Regions from separate parts of the Mus musculus genome. Here region 1 is linked to region 2. A link is a contact called in public Micro-C data. All regions are on one chromosome and are shown on one strand. Each heading gives the region's core, a stretch centred on a gene start, on an enhancer-like site or on the middle of the called end of the contact. The rest is flanking DNA. Distances are from core to core; before and after follow the strand shown. Region 1 overlaps Sgpp2 (sphingosine-1-phosphate phosphatase 2). Region 2 overlaps Pax3 (paired box 3).

Region 1 (2,859 bases), core at 306-2,805, 260 kb after region 2:
AGAATCATAGGTCTGAGCGTTTATGTAATGTTGTATACTTTACACCAAGTACTACCTGGTGTCTCTACCTTGAAACTCTTCTCTCGAGAGCATGAGAGCGGGGATGGCTTCCTGAAATGCCCAGTGTCTTTCTGAACTGTTACACACGGACCCCCTATAATGGTTCTTCAATCACTGCATACAGGAAGCGCTCAATACATTCCCAGATGAGCACACACATCCTGGCACCAAACAGGCATCTTTCGAGGAGCCATCTGAGTGGCACCTGGTGTGCTGAGAAGCAGAATGGCCACTTGTGGCTTTCCTAAGCAACAGTGGAAATGTTCATCTCTGGAAATGTTTTTGAAGGTTTGGGGGTTTTGGGGGGGGGGGGTTGTTTTATTTGTTTTGTTTTGAGACTAGTGGTAGAACCAGCCTCAGCTACAGAATAAGACCTTGTCTCAAGGAAAGTTATTTAAAAATAAAGCTTAGAGCATTTGCAGTTCTTCTATGTAGAAGTATTTACAAAATAATTTTGTTATAAGAGATTTACAGTCCCCAACTTGGAAATCTCACTAGATATGGCTCAAGTGTCTTTCTTATGAAAATACCTAAATACCTTTATTATAGTATCACTTTCCATGGATGAAAATCCAAATGTATGACTAGAAGGGAGGGGGAAAACTCCATATTCGGCCATGATGGCTAAAATTAGTTTTGCCTCAAATGCTGGGGCTGTGGACTAAAATAATTTAGTTTGGATTGAAGATGAACACAATTAAGTTTATAAAGACTATTCCAACCAGATGTCAGGGACTTTGGCAACCATAATTACAAAAGAAGACAGGAGGAACCAGGGTAAATTCTTATTTATACTTTGAAACAATGGGTAGCCAACACCCCAGCCTCCTGACTCTGCCAGCTAGTGTCTGGTCTACTCTAGTCCTGACGCTTTGAGAAAGACTGCAAATAAATCGGCAACCTTAGCTCAACCTTGACTTTCTGGCCGGAAACTTTTAATGAGCCCAGAGGAAAGTATTCATCACAGCAAAGACAAAATAAGGCAAGTGTATGAAGTGTGCTCTTAGCCTTTCGTTCAGGGCCAAGGGAGATCACTGCCAACTGTGGGGATACATGACAGTGCGTGAGAGAGGCATAGCCCTAGAGCCGAGCCTTAGAGAGGAGCTGTAAGAACTTGCCAGGTAGAGATGGCTGGAGCACACTTAGCTTCTGAAAGGAATACAAAACTGTCCTCGGTGTGTTTAACAAACAGCAAGTGGGCTCAGCCTTGACCAGAGAAGCTTCTGTTTGCAGTGGACAGCGGTTACGTGGGCAGAGACCAAGAACTGGTCAGAATATGGAACTAAGTGTCTCTTGAGAGCACAGTCCTAAACAGGACATCTGCACCACGCCCTCTAAGGCTCAGGGAACGCTGTGGAAGAGAGAGCAGAAAGAAAGACCAAGGCCAGAGCACGGGGAAGTGCGCTGTGAAAAGATGTTTTCAGGACCTGGCCTTGCACTCAGGAACTTACAGCAGCAGAAGCAATCCCAAGACCTGCTCAGGACAGCGCCCAGAAGTAGCCTATCAGGGAAAGGGGCGGGGCTCATGAGGCCCCGCCTCTCCCCAGGGAACCCTTAATGGTTATTAGGGAAGTCTTTTTCTTTCTAAGTAGAAGTTGCCCATGCTCCAACTCACTGTGTAGATCAGGCTAGCCTCAAACTCAGAGAGATCTGCCTGCATGCCTCCCAAGTACTGGGATCAAAGGGGTGGGCCACCACGCCTGGCTCAAAAAACAAAACAAAACAAAAAAGTTTAAAATTTCAGAAAGCAAGCAGACCCATTTGCGTGCCGTGGGAAAGCAGTGCGGAATTCCTGGAACCTGTTGAGGATTTGGACCGTGCTCAGGCTCTAGGCTGCTGTCCCTGGGTTTATTTACTTTTGTTCTAACTTTACATTCACTGAATCCAGATTATGCTGGGGACTATGCAGAGTGTAGATTCCTGGCTGCACTCTGGATCAGATGGGGGAAGAGTGTGGCACAACCTAGGACCTTCTGGGAAGAGAGTTTCGACTGATTAATCTGTCAGTCTCCATGAGACCTGCAGCCATCAAGGCAGCCGCAAGAGCAACCATGGCTGGAGGGCCAAGGAAGAGTGAGCCATCTGGCCTTGGGAGACTTTCTTCCAGAAGGGACCTGAGCTGCTTTATCTCTGTGGATGAGGCAAATGCCCCTTTTATCCCTGTTGACTTCCTTCGGGGTCAAGACTGGCGGAGGTGACGAGCTGTCTCCAACTCTTAACAGTAGTGTTCCTTTAAACACATAGACAAAATACTCTGGTCCTCAGCGGACCCTCTGCACGGAGGTCCCTGCTCACCCCGCCGTGCATGGGCAGACTCAGGTGCTTAATTCAATTTCACATAAATCCAAAGGAAATAAAAAGCACATCCAGGTGATAGAGAATTCCAGTGTGGAGTCCCCTTCCCTACTGTGTACCCAAGTGCACTGCTCTGCAAATATGTACCTGCCTGTGTTCCAAGCTTTTTGTCAGTCAAAATAGAACCATGTCTTACATATACTACCCAGCAGCTTGCCTCGTTACTTATTGGAGGATTTAACGGTTTGCTATGCTGTGTCATTTTAAAAACATCATCCTTTTAAGCCGTGTAGAAATAAGCATGTAAAAACTCTGCTCAACAAAGTGTTTCTAAAGCCATGCAAGGAAATAAATATATTATCTGAAATTGGGTTGTCTATTCAGTTCCTTAAAATGTTATAGCAGCCAGGAGATCTTTAAATCCAGGTGGGCAGAGCCTCCAAAAGCTGTCTGCCTCACAGATCCCAGCTCCTGTTAGCTTCTGTCACCTGCTCTTGGCAGGTA
Region 2 (3,277 bases), core at 635-3,134:
TGTCCAAATGAGCATGCTCATTCACCTCTCCTAGCCTCCCTACACATAGGCCACAGCTTTAAGGCCTGAGTCATCAGAGGTGACTGTTAATTACGGCCATCCCTCCCTATCCCCCATTTCTAGCAGGGTTGCAATTATGTGGGAGGAGTGCTCTCCAGCCGCCTTCTTCTTCAGAATAGAAGAAGCCAGAACAGGAAGAGTGTGTTAATGACCTGTGTAAGCCTGAGCCCAGTGGCTAGTGAAGGAAGACAACAGCCCCGATAATTAGCAACATAATTAAATGGCAAGAAGAAAACCAGGGACTGACCACAATTTCAAATTGCTTTCTATAGGCTCTCTCAAGGCACTCTTGTTTTATCCTGAAGGCTGCTTGTCCTAAAACTTTAAAAATCACCTCAAGGATTGTCAGGGACTCTTCTGAAAGTATACATCGAACCACAACATGGAGGTTTGGTGAATTGAAAGAGATTCCTCATGCCTCCTTAAATTCCCTACCTAGACCTTCCGATTCTAATCTCTATCTATCTCCACTTTACCTCACAGTCAAATCAGTAATTGGCTTGGACTGGATGGTTCATTGACTTCTATTCTTCAGTCAGCAGCAGCAGCAAGTACCTCCTTCCACCAAAGAAGCCCCAGCTCAGGACTTAAGGAAATAAATCGAAGTGTATTGCACTCGACTGCGCTCCAGAAAAAAAATAAAAATCATGCACACACATACACACATACACACACAACCACACAACCACACACACACACCACACACACCACACAACCACACAACCACACACACACACGACACACACATACGCACATACACTGTATCAATCATTTTAAGAACTAATCTTTATAATAAGGTTATTTTTTATTTCTTCTATCTAAAGTTTCGTTTCCCCTTAGCTCTTCATATAGCCTTGTGGGCTAGAGGTTCCCATCTTGTTTTTTTTTTTTTAAATGAAGCTGATACTTGATGTATTTAAAAGAAACTTGCTCAAAATTTCAGCAAGTCAGCTAGATAATAGAGTTACAAAAATAAGCCATCTTCACTCAAACACAGCCAGAAATTATATGGGGTCCTCTATTCCTTTGTATCAATCACAGATTTTGTCTTTTCATTCAAATCCTACCTATGGTCAAATAATGATCATTAGTAATCAATTTTATAAGAAATAAAATTAATATTTGAGTATTATTAGCTTTAAAATGTAGAGGGCTAATGATTACCATAAAACTGAGCATGTAGACAAAACTTTTGGTATGCTTTTAATTTATCAGTGGACTAGAACAAACTGACTTCCAGAAACCTTTGTGTGACTGTCCAAAAGACCAAGGCTTAGTCACATCTTGGCTCCTAGCCTGCCCTACTGTGTCCCTAGCCCAGAATTTCTTTCTGCCTGTCTTTATCACAGTGTTGTATGTAGCCCTAAAAACCTAGTTCCATAGTCTTACCTGGACTGACCAGCCACTAAAGACCTCCCTCCTCTCCTTCCCTCTCTCCTCCCTGCTTGTTCTCTCCCTCCCTCCCTCCCTCCTTTGCTCTCCCTGTCTCCCTTCCTTGAACTGCCAAGAACATTAGTATTTCCCATGTGTGTGCCAACTTTCCTTCCTCATTGAACTGTGACTAAAACTTACATGTCAACTCTTGATGCGACCAGGTTCATTTCTCTGATTGGCCACTTCCTTGAATTTGTACAAGGTTTTGGCTCTGTGTCCCCAGGGGTACTTGTTTCATTTTCAAGAGTCAAACAGTCAAAGCAACTAGGAAGCTTAGAGGAGGGGGGAAAAAAAACCAAAATCCAACCACGGGGCTCTGCTCCCTGCTATCAGGTTTAGAGGGAACTTGTCTCCTTGCTTGGCGGTTGAATAATTTTGCAAACTATTACAATGATCCAAGGTCATTCTAAGAGAAATGGCTTTGCATATCAGAGCTCGCTGGCTGTTTTGACTGTACACTGCCAGAGAGTTCTCAGAAGAGGGACGGGCTGATGGTATCATATGGCATCAGAAAAGGGGTATGCTCTATTCTAATCTTTCAGAGGACTGCAGGTCATTTTAGAGGCAACCCAGATTACAGGTACAGATGCTCTTCTGCTCTTCTCTGTTTCAGCAGTTGCCAGGAAGGGGGAAGTGTGAGGGTGTTTCTAGAAGGGTCACAAAAAAATGCTTCCCCTCACCACCACCGTTCTTTCCTTAAACTAAAGAGGAGGTAGGTATGTGAGCCCTTACACTGGACAGAACACAAGGGCCGAATGTGGTGGTGTAATCTCAGAAGTAGGGAGGCAGAAACAGAAAGGCTAGGATTTCAAGATCACCCTAGGCTACCTAGCAAGTTTGAGGCCAGCTCAGGCTAAGAGACCCCATTTAAAAAAACAAAAAATCCCTAGAGGGTATGAGACCTTCTGATTTCAGACAGTTGCCTATGTTTGTCACAGACTTCTAGTTTCTTTCTTTGAATGAGGGAAGATACCAGCAGAAGCACCTTACCCTCAAGGAAGTAAACTGTCCCTTGTCTCCAGCTTTACAACTTAAGCACTTTTTTTGTACCAACCTCCAGTATCCTACATATCTGTCAACTGTCCCTTGTCTCCAGTTTTATGACTTAAGCACTTTTTTTTGTTGTTTGTTTTTGCACCAACCTCCAGTATCCTACATATCTGTCAACGAGGATGTGTTTCTTCTATTTCAAAACAAATTGAAAACGTTCCAGTCTGCTATCAGAAGAAAATCCATATTTTGTTTTGTTTTGTTTTGTTTTGTTTTGTTTTGTTTTGTTTTTTGTTTGGGAGGGGTGTGCTAAAGCTTTTATAATTTGTGGATCCCTTTTCAAGGAGGTGAAAACTAGCATCCGGCTCAATCTCACCTGGATTATCTAGTAGAACCATGTCACGAAATAAATAGCAAAACAATTAAAAGAAAACAAAGCTAGGTTCTTTTGGCATACTGTCCAAAAGTCCACGACAATGTGACGCTTTGTGAAAAGCCTTTGCATGAGTCCGGAAGAAACCTTGGCCCATGAGAGTCCCTAACATTTCCTTTTTCCTTTTTCCCTAGTTGATTTACTTATCCATATGGGTATTTTGTCTGCACGGATGTCTGTGTGTGTAACTGGTGCCCACAGAGACCAGCAGAGAACATCAGATTCCCTGGGACTTCTGTTGCCAGCAGTTGAGAGCTACCAAGCAGCTGCGGGATGCTATCCAGGGTCTTCTTGAAGAGTAGCCCACTGCTCTTACCCACTGAGCCATCTCTGGAGCCCTGACATTTTCTTCACAATAAT

The links. A called contact is a pair of places that touch in the nucleus more often than the background predicts.
Region 1: a Micro-C map of granulosa cells shows a contact between it and region 2, with 1.8 times the contacts expected there. The contact joins two enhancer-like sites. A contact is called at or near these places in 8 of 484 Hi-C or Micro-C datasets (the HPC-7 cell line, adipose-derived mesenchymal stem cells, granulosa cells and 4 more) and 1 of 115 datasets of contacts at active chromatin or transcription factors (embryonic stem cells).

The regions. Positions count from the first base shown.
Region 1 is chr1:78,411,321-78,414,179 of GRCm38.p6, forward strand. The region is part of intron 4 of Sgpp2 (sphingosine-1-phosphate phosphatase 2); the gene reads left to right. It also overlaps the pseudogene Gm19072. Among named protein-coding and RNA genes, the nearest start is that of Gm51634, 56 kb to the left of the region's middle. Within about 2 kb of position 1,556, at least 11 of the 459 cell types and tissues checked have an H3K27ac peak or open chromatin away from gene starts, as enhancers often do. A contact at or near this core is called in granulosa cells, where this site is marked.
Region 2 is chr1:78,146,802-78,150,078 of GRCm38.p6, forward strand. The region is part of intron 4 of Pax3 (paired box 3); the gene reads right to left. Among named protein-coding and RNA genes, the nearest start is that of Pax3, 49 kb to the right of the region's middle. Within about 2 kb of position 1,885, at least 13 of the 459 cell types and tissues checked have an H3K27ac peak or open chromatin away from gene starts, as enhancers often do. A contact at or near this core is called in granulosa cells, where this site is marked.